2 separate regions of the Hordeum vulgare genome follow, and region 1 is linked to region 2. Evidence: chromatin contacts called from public Hi-C data. All regions are on one chromosome and are shown on one strand. The core of a region is the stretch at or near the end of the contact, and the rest is flanking DNA. Distances in the headings are between cores, read along the strand shown.

Region 1 (5,981 bases), core at 3,318-5,817, 290 kb after region 2:
CACAGGAACAATATCTTCAGTGATGCTCAATCACCTTGGGGTTTTTGGGTTTTGGTTTGGGTGTTTGGGGCTTTTCCTCACTGATGATTTTCTCTCAATGTCTTCGAGCAATGGGTTGCTCTCAAATGACAAGTGTCAGTTTCTCTTGCGGAGTAGCCAACCAACTAGTGGTTATGAGAGGCGGCTTTTTATAGCTGGGGAGCAATCCCGACATGATTTGACATAAATACCCCAATGATATGACTCCTATGTGGATAAGGTTGGGGACAGCTGGCGCGCAACGCAACAACGGGCAGAACATTTCAACTATGAAAGTCCTCATGTCACTCATATTCCTTGCAGGTAGGTAATTCACACTGGCGAAAACCTAATTCCTTAGTTAGAGCAAATTCCTCAGAGACCAGAAGATCTCCGTCTCTGTCACTCAAGAATTTGACTAAATTGTAAAAGATTTCCAAAGGCTTCACTCGAAGGATTTGTATGTGTAGGCTATGAGATGAACATCACTTGGAAAGTTTTCCTTAGTTTTACCTCAACCCCTTTAACACTACGGTGTTCCTATGACACAGAATACAGAAAATGAAACTACGAAAACGAAAGTCTTCACGCTTCAAAGTCCACACATCAATTTCTTTACGGACACACCAAATTTCTCACTTTCAAAGTCTTCGATGAAATACCAAAGTCTTCAGCCGAAGACATACATTTTTAGGGGTCTATATTCTTCGAATAACGCAAACTCCTCAGCGACTTATAGAGCTTGTGTACACACACAAACACATGAGTCTCTTAACCTATAAGTCTTCATCAATACACCAAAATCACTAACGGACACTAGATGCACTTACATATATGAATAAAGCAAGTATGTGATCCATTTGAAGATAAACCTCAAACAGTATGGCGAACTGACAAATGTTGGTCATAGAATTGGGACCAAGGTCCTAAGGCCCGAGCTTGTAAAAATGAAGCAAGTGTCTAAAGAACTTTGACCCACGCGGACGAAAACATCTAAGCAGATGATTAGCGAAAATGACTATTTTTCCTTGGGCGGGTTAACGAATGACCTCCTCCCACGCACCCTCCATGCAATTTCATCCTTAGGCGGCAGAAATCCTTGGGTTACCAGTTCATTTAAAGAAAGTATGGTTTACTTTGGATGTGACCCAGTTGACCTCTTTACTGGTCTTTGGGGCCATTATGGTTAAAACAACCCATTTAAAGCAAGAAAAGTCGGGATGAAAGATAAGCCGACAAAGGGTTCGCATGGTAAGCCGGCCTAATATATACGTAAAGATTTGAGCCGGCAATATGAGGAGCTATAAAGCTAAAATCGGCTAAAAAAGAGAGACCCAAAAGCTGTAAGGACTTAGTGAAGTTTGAAAAGTGATAAATATGTTCCCTATTAAAGTGGCTGAGAAAGTTGGTCTACGTGATGCATAAAAAAGAAGAATTATACGTTTTAAATAGCAGAACTATCGATACAAGGATTGCTAGATGAACACGGTGGTCGAATCACGCAGAATGCGCACATGAAAAAAGGTGAATCTACTATGGATCTTCAAAGATTACCACACGACTATGGTGGCTAAGTTCCACAAACCGCAAACAATTGCAATTATAATCTACTGAGCATAAGATGAACTCCGACGAACTACGAACAAAGCGGTAGTGAGCTAAAGTGATAATGGGGGACTTACAAAGATTTGCAGCAGAAGAGGGTTGTGGTCGACCACGTTCGGGAGACCTCCGCTATCAACAGAGATGAACTCCGGTGGCGGGTGTGAAGAGATGAAGTCGACTGAGAAGAAGCGGCGCTTGCGGAGTTCGAGAGAAAGTGCTACGGGCGAGAGGAAGAAGAAGAGGTGGAAGGTAAACTTGGCCGGTCTGCTTATATTAAGAATAGGACCCGAAGCGGCGTAGTAAAAAATGGAGTAATTGGTGGCAACACGGGCGCCTCGATTTTCACGAATGATAGAGATTTGAGTACTGTTGAGAAAGATTCACTATGATGAATAGATGACATCAAGGATGACTAGGATGGCGTCATGACCATGACGAATGATGAAAATTCCACGTCTTAAAAAAACACATGACCCGAACAAATGGTGACCCACACAAAATATATTCCTTAGAGGGAGATCATTAGCTCAAAAGGTGACTCGTGCTAATCTTCACCTTTGAAATTTTTACTATATTTTTCTAGGATGAAGTTTACCATTGATGAATCCAAATTAAACTAGGGGCTAATGTTGCGGATATACGCCACAGGTTAACCCGTCCAGGGAATAACCCGCATAGGCCATAACATGGGCAGGAGGCCCTAGACGCCAAGGCCCAAGGGACGGCTTACTAAGAGGCCGGCTCGAAGCCCATCACATGCAGGCCGACTCACCAAGGGAAACGTGGAGATTCTCCCTTCACCCAAGTTAGTAGGAAGTAGAATAAGACACGTGTTGCAATACGACCCGGATTTTATTGTAACCTCATGACCTCTGTATGTATATATATAAAGAGGAGCCTCTGAGGTGGAAAGGACAAGTAAGAAAGACTCGAGAGATAGGTTAGCGCTTCTGCACCCTTGTAATCGAGTTGATCACCAATAAACACCAAAGCAAGACGTATGCTTTTACCTTCATCGAAGGAGCCAAACCTGGATAAACTTACGTCTCTCGATTCCGACTATCCATTCAAGTCATCAGCTAGTTACGATGGCCTTGTACATAAGTCCTTTCACTAGGACATGTGTCGGGACAAAACCACGACACCCTGTCTCCTGCCGCCGGAGCAGCAGCTGGAGGGAGAGGGGCCAACGCCCTGGCCGTTTAAGATCTGATGGAAGAAAATCCTCTATCTAGTTGCGTGGCTCCTGGCGCAGCTAGGGTACAAAACACGCTCACTTGTTGTTAGTTGTTACGGGCCGCATGAGAACATTTTTATTCTTTTTTCTAAAACAAACCACGGGACAACATTGATAGTCTCCTTTGATCTTCGCTAGAAGGGTTAGGGGGCGGTTTGCTGCGCCATTGAATTTGTTAAGATTCTTAAAAAAATTACTCACTTTATATTTTAAAATATATGGTGTATTTTTTTAAAAAGTCAAATCTCTTTAAGATTTATTAAATTTATAAAGAAATACATCAAAATTCATAATATCAAATGGGTATTAGTAGATTCATCATGAATTGAATTTTCACATTTTTCGTTATATTGTGGATGTCGATATTTTTGGCTTTGGACTTGGTCAAAATTAAAGAAACTTCCAAAAAATTAATAACCCTTATATTTTAAAACTAACAGAGTATTTAGTTTGACCGGTGAGGGAGACGATGGAGTGTGTTTTACGTTTATTTATAATGTAGGTATTTGGTAGGTTTTTTGCGGTGTGATTTTGTGTTATCCGCTAATGAAACCACATTTATGTAGGAACTTTTTTTATCGTTTGTTGCATGTTCTTCATTCCTGTTATAGTATCACATGATGACACTTTTTTATGGGTGATACAAGTCTACAAGGGGTTGATATGATTTTATGGCGAGTTATTGCTGATTGATTTAAAAATTATTGATCCGATCAAAATCGTAAACCCAATTCAAAACTGAATACCTCAATCGAATAAAAAACCTTTAAAATTCAAATGTATAGAGAATTAAAATAATTAAATATAAGAGTTTTTTGAAAAATTATTGATCAGATCAAAATTAGATGACCAATGTCTAAATGAAAGCCTCAATTAATTATAAAAATTAGAAAATTAAAAAACATAGTGTATTGCATAAAAAATTAAATGAAAGGGTTTGAAAAATTATTGAACTGGTCAAAATTAGGTGACTAAATTCTAATTGAAAACCTAAATTAATTGTGAGGCTTCCAATCCTAAAAAGACTAGTGGTATAGTATATATACTTGTTATTTATGCGTGCACGTACATACATATGCCGAGGTCGCTGTTTGACGTGACACGGATTTGCCTTCCCACCATCGAACTGCACGTCGGTTCAAGGTCTATTCCGGTGCTTCCAGAGGGCACAGTGACTGATCGAGACATATGGGCTCGATCGGCGTATGCCATGCACGGCGAGATCTGCTTCTGCTTGCAGGATAGGAAAATATGATTTTTTTTTCTCGTTTTTAATCATAGCTGTGCCATGCACTCCTAGATTTTCTACTCGGGCAAATTCGGGTAACCAAATGATCGTTCCGTCTGAAAATACCTTTGCACTACAACATTTTAAGTGTTCCGTGTCTTCGAGCAGCAGCTCGATGCAAACTTAAGTTCCAGACTAAGATGGCCGAAATCGTAAGGCTGGTATCTCCGACTAGATGGAGTGCATTACATGGAGGCCACAAGCAGACCAGGCGCGAAACCATCTACAGCTGGGGAATGCTCAGCCAAGTCAAGTCGGTACGACTGCCGGGGCGAAATCAACTACGTAGTGGTGTGCTCCAGAGGCCATGTGCACTTGGCCGGCACCAAGACGGGGGATTCTGCAGTCCTACAGCTCGCACTCGCACGCTTGGGGAGGGGGAGGACTGTAGCACTGTCCGAGAACGAGAAGCCGGCCGGACGGACGGACTCGTGTGATCCAACAGCAAGGGGACAAGAGTACCTGATGATTACCAATCCGCGCACGCACGCACGCACGCAGCTGCACTGTTTCGCGGAATGCTACCTCTGCGGTTTGACTTCTGGCAAGCTCGCGGGGACAGAGGATTCGATCGGGAGCAAGTAGCGATGGAGACTAGCATGCCGAATTTAAAACAACCAAGGTTGAATCGACTGACAGCTTTCTTCTCCCCATTCACTGTCTCGTTTCATCTCCCTGACTCACCGTGGAGATGGATCGATCGATGGATGTGACCTGACCTTGTTTTTTCTACATATCCTCTTCCGGACGGAGGTGATAGACGTTGCTCCATGCACTCCTTCAGCTGCGCTGCTGCCCCAGCCCATCATTTATGATCATAACCTGCCCCGAAAACCATGCCATGCCCCTGCCTCTACGTGCACAAACTCCTATCGTCTCCTCTGGCGTCTCCTCGGTAAAGACTCTGCTCTCTGATCTCCCCATTGTTACCTACACACTGAAATGAACAAAGTCGAAAACGCCGTATCAAAATGTATTCCTCCCCACATTTGCATCGGATACTTTAAAAGAAAATGCATTTGCGTCGGAGGCTGCACATTGAGGGAAGACAACTATAACTGAAAATTCCTTTCTGAGCACCAGCGTAGCTGGACCTGATATCTTAACCGCTCGTACACATAGGGTTCAGGTCAAAAACCTCGTCGAAACAAGGTTTCGTCCCGCTTTATATATAAAGCAAACACCGAATCAATTACACGGCGAAAGAGTGACCACCGTCGACATTGTGCCCGCGGGAGAACCAACCATGCGGACCGCCATCCGGAGCCGCCGCTCCGACATCCACGTCCAAGCCACCACCATCCGTCCACATTATGGAACACCAACCACGGAGGGAGGAAAGAAAGAGGCCTCCTTTCATTCCTTGCCCGGGGTTAGCCATGGGATCTGGCTTGATGACCCACAGTAGGGGGCGTCCACACCTGTGTCCCCCGCCAGTCCCGATGGACTCTGACCGGGGGATACAATCCCGTGGCTACCAACGGCCGCCGCCAAACCCACTCGCACGACGCCTCAACCATGGTCACCGACACCAATCTGCCTGACAAATAGCGGAGTCCCGAGCACAACCACCGACCATCGTGCCGGCGAGGAGAGCACGAGCACCACCTGCAAGCACATCCCGGGCCGAGCCCGACCTCTCCTGAAGCACATGCTTCAATCTGCCCCGGCCCAGACATGGCCCTCCCGAGCACAAACCCTAGATCCGCACCGGCCGCCAACACCGATCTAGAAGAAGGAGTTCGCTACGGCCACCCCACGGCACCTACAACACTGCAACGGCCACGCCGCTGCATCCCTGCGAAGCGTGCCCCACCTCTATGCCCCAACTGA
Region 2 (5,846 bases), core at 1,890-4,389:
GTTGCAATACGTTCATGATTCGCTTATAGTGGGTTGCTTGAGTGACAAAAGCATAAACCCGAGTAGGTGGGTTGTTGTGTATGGGATAAAGGGGACTTGATGCTTTAATGATGTGGTTGGGTTTTACCTTAATGATCTTTAGTAGTTACGAATGCTTGCTAGAGTTCCAATCATAAGTGCATATGATCCAAGTAGAGAAAGTATGTAAGCTTATGCCTCTCCCTCATATAAAATTGCAATAATGATTACCTATCTTGTTAACAATTGCCTAGGACAAATTCGCACACCGACCCATCATTATTCCACAGTCGCTATTTGTAATATATTGTAATATATCCTAACTTTATGATAACAACACCTATATTTATATTTTAGTTCTTTGATGTCATGCAAATCTATTCTCTTCATACCCACAACATAGTTTTATTTCTGTTCCTAGTTGGAAGCAAACGTTCAGCGTATGTAGAGTTGTATCAGTGGCAGATAGGACTTGAGAGAATATTTCTCTTACCTTTAGCTCCTTGTGGGTTCGACACTCCATACTTATCACTTCCATCTTTCGAAATTGCTACGATGATTCCTTGCACTTGGGGATTATCAGTCAGTTGTGATGCGACAAGAAGCCGAAGGACTTCGGAAGTCCATGCAGAATTCAGATGCATACTTTCTCGCGTAACAACAAGCGATGGAGGATTTTAGCGTCAAATAAGAGAAAGCTAATAAGCTTGTTAAGCTTCTTGCCATCACGGTGGATAATCAGTATAACATTTCTTGAGCTCTTTTGAAGTTCTTTGCATTATGGTTTTGTTTTGTTGTCGTGTTTATTTGCTTTGGTGGCCAAATTTGACACGTAGTGTATGTAACATGCTCCTTTGTTGTTGCCTATATTTTCACTAGTGGCGAACTTCGATGCCTAGTGAATGTAATGTGTGTAATAGCCGTAGTAGCCTAGCGTTAGTTACTTGCTTATTTATTTTCTTATAGTCTTGTTTATTTATTTTCTTACAGTCACTAAAGTTCGTTTTCGTTGGTTTGATAGTGACCGTAATAACCATTGGCCACATACGAACCATGGTAACCATGGGCCTCCTACCTCTCGAGTGACCATGGGCCTCGTACGTGTTGTAGGATCCATGGGCCACTCATGGGCCAAACCGGTTATTCATGGGCCAAAATCAGACCGTAAAATGAGTCGTAAATGGGACAAAATCGGAACCTTCCATATGTGGGCCAAAACTATAATGGATCATCAGCACGCGGGAAGACAACACATGTTTAATTCTATCCACAAGCATAATGGGTCCTTAATGGGCCATAATACATGATGGGATGAAAACGGTCCAATGATTTACCGGTCTACAAATGGACCAACTGTAAGCACGGGCTGAATTAGGCCCACCAAGAGAACATGTGAGTAACAGACCACAAGGAATCAAGGGCCAAAAATGAGCCCAAGAAATTTTGGGTCCTTAGAAGGCCGAAAGATAACAGAGTCTGAAAGCGGCCCAACTAGTATGTGGTGTTAATGGGTCCGAAGCAATTCACTATTCATTATGGGCCGGAATCTTTACGGGCCATTAAAGGGCCCAGAGATTGAAAGGCGTGACATGGGTCGACAGAGGTCACGGGCCATACATGGGTCGAAAGTGACAATTTGTTAGAATTATATTCGATGGTCCGTCATGTTATAGGATTTATTTTAGTTGTATATATAGATCGTATATTCGTAGGGAAATCAAAAACTGGGCAATATTTCTAGCAAAATCAAAATAAGAACCACAATATTGTATTTCCACAGAATAAAGCATCTCCAACGTCCTAATTAACTCCACGTTCATCAAGAGCTCGGTAACAATCTTGCATTTTCACAGTATGCATTGAGGTGCCCGAGGTACATTCCAGAACCTCCAATATATTTTCATAGTAGGGAGCGCATTCTCAGTAGGGCTCGAACCACCCATCACGCACGATCTGGCATGCATATATGCATGGGATGATCAACGGGAAACTAAATAAATATCACTTGAAGCTAATTCACACATGCATGATACTCCCTCTATTTTCAAATATAAGTTTTTTTTAAAGATTTCACTTTGAACTGAACAAAATAAGTGAATTTACATTCTAAATATGTCTATATATATTTGTATGTAGTTCATAGTAGAATTTATACAAAGACTTATACTCCCTCCGTCCGGAAATACTTGTCCTAGAAGTAGATGTACCTAGACTTATCTTAGTTATAGATACATCCATTTTATACATTTCTAGGACAAGTATTTCCGGACGGAGGGAGTAATATTTATGAACGAAAGGAGTATAAGACCTTTGGAGATTTTACTATGGAATATATACGGATGTATATAGATATATTTTAAAGTACACATTTATTCACTTTGCTCGGTATCTAGTTCATAGTGAAATCTATAAAAGGTTTTATATTTAGAAACGAAGGGAGTAGTTGGATGAACGGTTAGCTAAAATTGATGTTCACACCCGCAATCCGTTTGAGAAACCACGCATCTAAAAGGATCAGACGGTAGAAAATGTAGAGGTAACTACCACTGGTGGTAGGATATATATCGCGCGACGGTGTGTGTATACATAGTCGAAATGCCAGGATCCTATAATATGCCAAAGCGTGACGCGGATGGAGCGATGTGCCCCCTAAAGCTAACCATGCATCGCCATGTCGTGGTGTCGCCATCCTGCTGCACTAGCTACTTAAACTCAAACTCACGGCTGATTACAGGTCGAGAAGGACGCAGAGCACAATGCAGGTGGCCGGTAGACAATCCTGTCTAGTTACTCGTTGCCTCTGGCGCCAATTACTTCGTGCAGGGCGCAAGACGTACGTGAAGATATATTAGTGGCGGTGTTTGGCCGGTGGAGCTGAGCTAGACGATGGAATCCAACTATTTTTTGAAAACCAACGTATCATCCACCAGCCGGATGGGCGTCCCGATGGATCGATCGGTTGCCATGGTCCTGGCCTGGGCTACTAGATCGCGGATCGAACTAATTAAAACTCAGCAGCTAATGATCGAAATAACTTGTGGTTGGATGTATCATGGATGGGAAATTGCATGGAACGAGCAGATCTGGAACGGGACCGGTCGATGCTCGAGGACCCCGGCCCAGGCGGGAGATCGATAGCCGCTTTGGTCCCTCCATATCTCGCTCGCGTGACGCACCCACGTCCACACAACCAAGGTGCAGCGGTACGTGCATGTATATGCTGCTGCTGTTGCGACGATCTTGTCCAAGTTGCAGCAAGGGGTGCGGTGGGGTTGTTGGTAGATCATCGTCGATTCATTCGATCGGATCGCACGTCCACGGGTGCCGGTCGCTCGCGAGCTTGAGCCTGAGCGTGAGTGAGCTCCAACCCGCTTTCCCATGCATGCAGATGCAGGCATGGCATGCAGCTCTCTGGTTGCACTTGTCGACCTACGTACAGGGGCGTACACGTGCGTTGCGTGCGCATGCAACAACGTACTCCCTCCGTTTCAAAATAAGTATTTTAAGCTTAATATAAATTTATACTAGAGCTAATACAAAGTTAAGACAGTTATTTTGAGACAGAGGGAGTAATTACTTCCGGAAAGGAAGGGAGTCTTTCGGTTATTTCAGTTACACAATGTGTCTAGCTAGCAAAACGTGATTCTAAATATGTTTTGCTCCGAAACTAATTAAGATCACTCTGCACCATGCAAGTTTACTCAAAATACGAAAATAGCATCCAACTGTTGCAGAAATGAGTAGATAATATCTTGTATTTCAAGGTCAACCAACGGCAAACTAGACATTATCAATCGTTGTATAGTAGCGTTATTGATACGGAAACACCAGGGTTTGAACAGAACATGTGTTGCATTTGTACTTCCGGGCCTTTTCGATCATTGGATAACACGAAGTACTACATGTAAACCTGAATACTAGCAGTGAAACAATACTTCTTTCCAGTCGACATCAACAGTTTTGCGTCTTGACCCGTACGTCAACAACAACAACCAGATCAAGTCCCTTTCAACCAAAATAAAAAAGAAATACTAGTAGTAGATGCAGTACCGTAAAAACTCCACAGGCAGGAGAGAAATTAAAATTCTATAAAAAAGCATTAGAGTTGGACATACGAATAGGTTCGCGTGCAATCACTGCCACACGTGTGTGCCTGGTGGTGGGTTGTGCATCACCTCAGTTGAAGGAAGGAAAAAAAAAACAAGCGCCACTATGAAACGTACCTGTCGTTTCACTCAACGTCGCACGTCATGTACGTACCCATCAACATATTTATTCTGTGCATGACAACTCCGCATTCTCCCTCGTCACCATCTCGTCACCACGCTCGTCATGCATGCAAGTAGGACGTTTACACAGCAATACACCCAGTATTTTTCTAATCAATTTTACTAGTTGGATTCAGAATTCAAAGCGAATAGTGATACGACACGCTGAGACATTACATATGGATCATGATGACCATGGATGCGAAGTCACTAGTGGAGAAAGGGGTATTAGAACCGGTTGGTAAGGGCCTTTGAACCCGGATACACATCCGGTGCTACGTATCCGGGACTAAAGGCCCCCCCCCCCTTTAGCATCGGTGTCTTACAAACCGGTGATAAAGGCCTCCACGTGGGCGCCGAAGAGTGCGCGCAGGCGGAGGACCTTTAGGACCGGTTGGTAACACCAACCGGTCCTAATGCTTTTTTTTTCTTTTTTTTTTCCTTTTCTTTTCAGGGTTTCCGATTCCGTATTTCGGTGTTTCCGTGTTCCGTATTTTCAGGGTTTTCGTTTACGTGTTTCCGGTTCCGTATTTCCGTTTACGTCTTTCCGATTCCGTGTTTCCGATTCCGTGTGTCCGTGTTCCGTTTTTTACGAACACGTAATCGGAAACACGTATCCGGAAACACCGATTCCGTGTTTGCGGTTAAGTGTTTCTCCGATTCCGTATTTGCGGTTAAATGTTGATGCACCAAATAAAAGTACATATATACATGTAACACGAAGTACTGGACCGATTATCATTACATAATTTGAAGTTCGTTTCCTATAGCTGTATACTTGCATAGAGAAGGGAGCTGGCTATTGGTTCATAGGATGGAAAAATTCTCCGCCTTCATCTATGACTTGCGTGAGGAGAAATCCTGCCAATTCTTCTGCAACTGCCTTGCAACGTTGGATTGGTCTTAGCATCGCCCGCTTTCGTTGCAGCTTTAAAAGAAGTAGATGAAAACAATTAAGTTGTGAACAAAACTAACATAATTGATGGCAACATAAATAAAGTTGTGAAGATCTGGTTACGTACCTCTAGATTTCTGGAAGTACGGGATTTCTCATTGATAATCCTGTGAATGTACTCGCAAACGTAGTATCCACAATAATCAGTGCCCTGTGGTTGTTGCGGGACGCCCTATATACGAGAACATAATTCGGTCAAATTAATAATAATCAAGAGAATGGTAATGGTATTGAAACCAGGGTACGTAGTACTACTTACTTTGTTAATCTGAAAGTGGAGCTTGTCTACCCATGTACCGGGTTCTTCCTTGATGGACATTTGCCAAACCCTGGCCGACAAAGAAAAATGAATACAAGAGTTAATTATTACTTACTTGATATCAGGAAATGAACGAAAAAGAGGCCGATGAACGAAAGAGGCCTATATATATATACCTTTGAAGCATCTGACGCGCGCTCTTCCATTTGTCAGCGTCCCAGGTTAACGGGTCCCAGACTTCAACCACTCCTTGATCGATTCTAATGATGAACAATATGAAGTGGGACCTGCGCACGTGTACACACGCAGTCATGCATACTCATCAATTACACTTAACATCAGGTAA

Evidence for each region. A called contact is a pair of places that touch in the nucleus more often than the background predicts.
Region 1: a Hi-C map of leaf shows a contact between it and region 2, with 4 times the contacts expected there. The contact joins two enhancer-like sites. A contact is called at or near these places in 2 of 6 Hi-C or Micro-C datasets (leaf and seedling).

What each region holds. Positions count from the first base shown.
Region 1 is chr2H:442,040,209-442,046,189 of MorexV3_pseudomolecules_assembly, forward strand. No RefSeq gene overlaps it. Among protein-coding and RNA genes, the nearest start is that of LOC123428023, 230 kb to the right of the region's middle. Within about 2 kb of position 4,568, at least 2 of the 3 cell types and tissues checked have open chromatin away from gene starts, as enhancers often do. A contact at or near this core is called in leaf, where this site is marked.
Region 2 is chr2H:441,752,717-441,758,562 of MorexV3_pseudomolecules_assembly, forward strand. No RefSeq gene overlaps it. Among protein-coding and RNA genes, the nearest start is that of LOC123426573, 120 kb to the left of the region's middle. Within about 2 kb of position 3,140, at least 3 of the 3 cell types and tissues checked have open chromatin away from gene starts, as enhancers often do. A contact at or near this core is called in leaf, where this site is marked.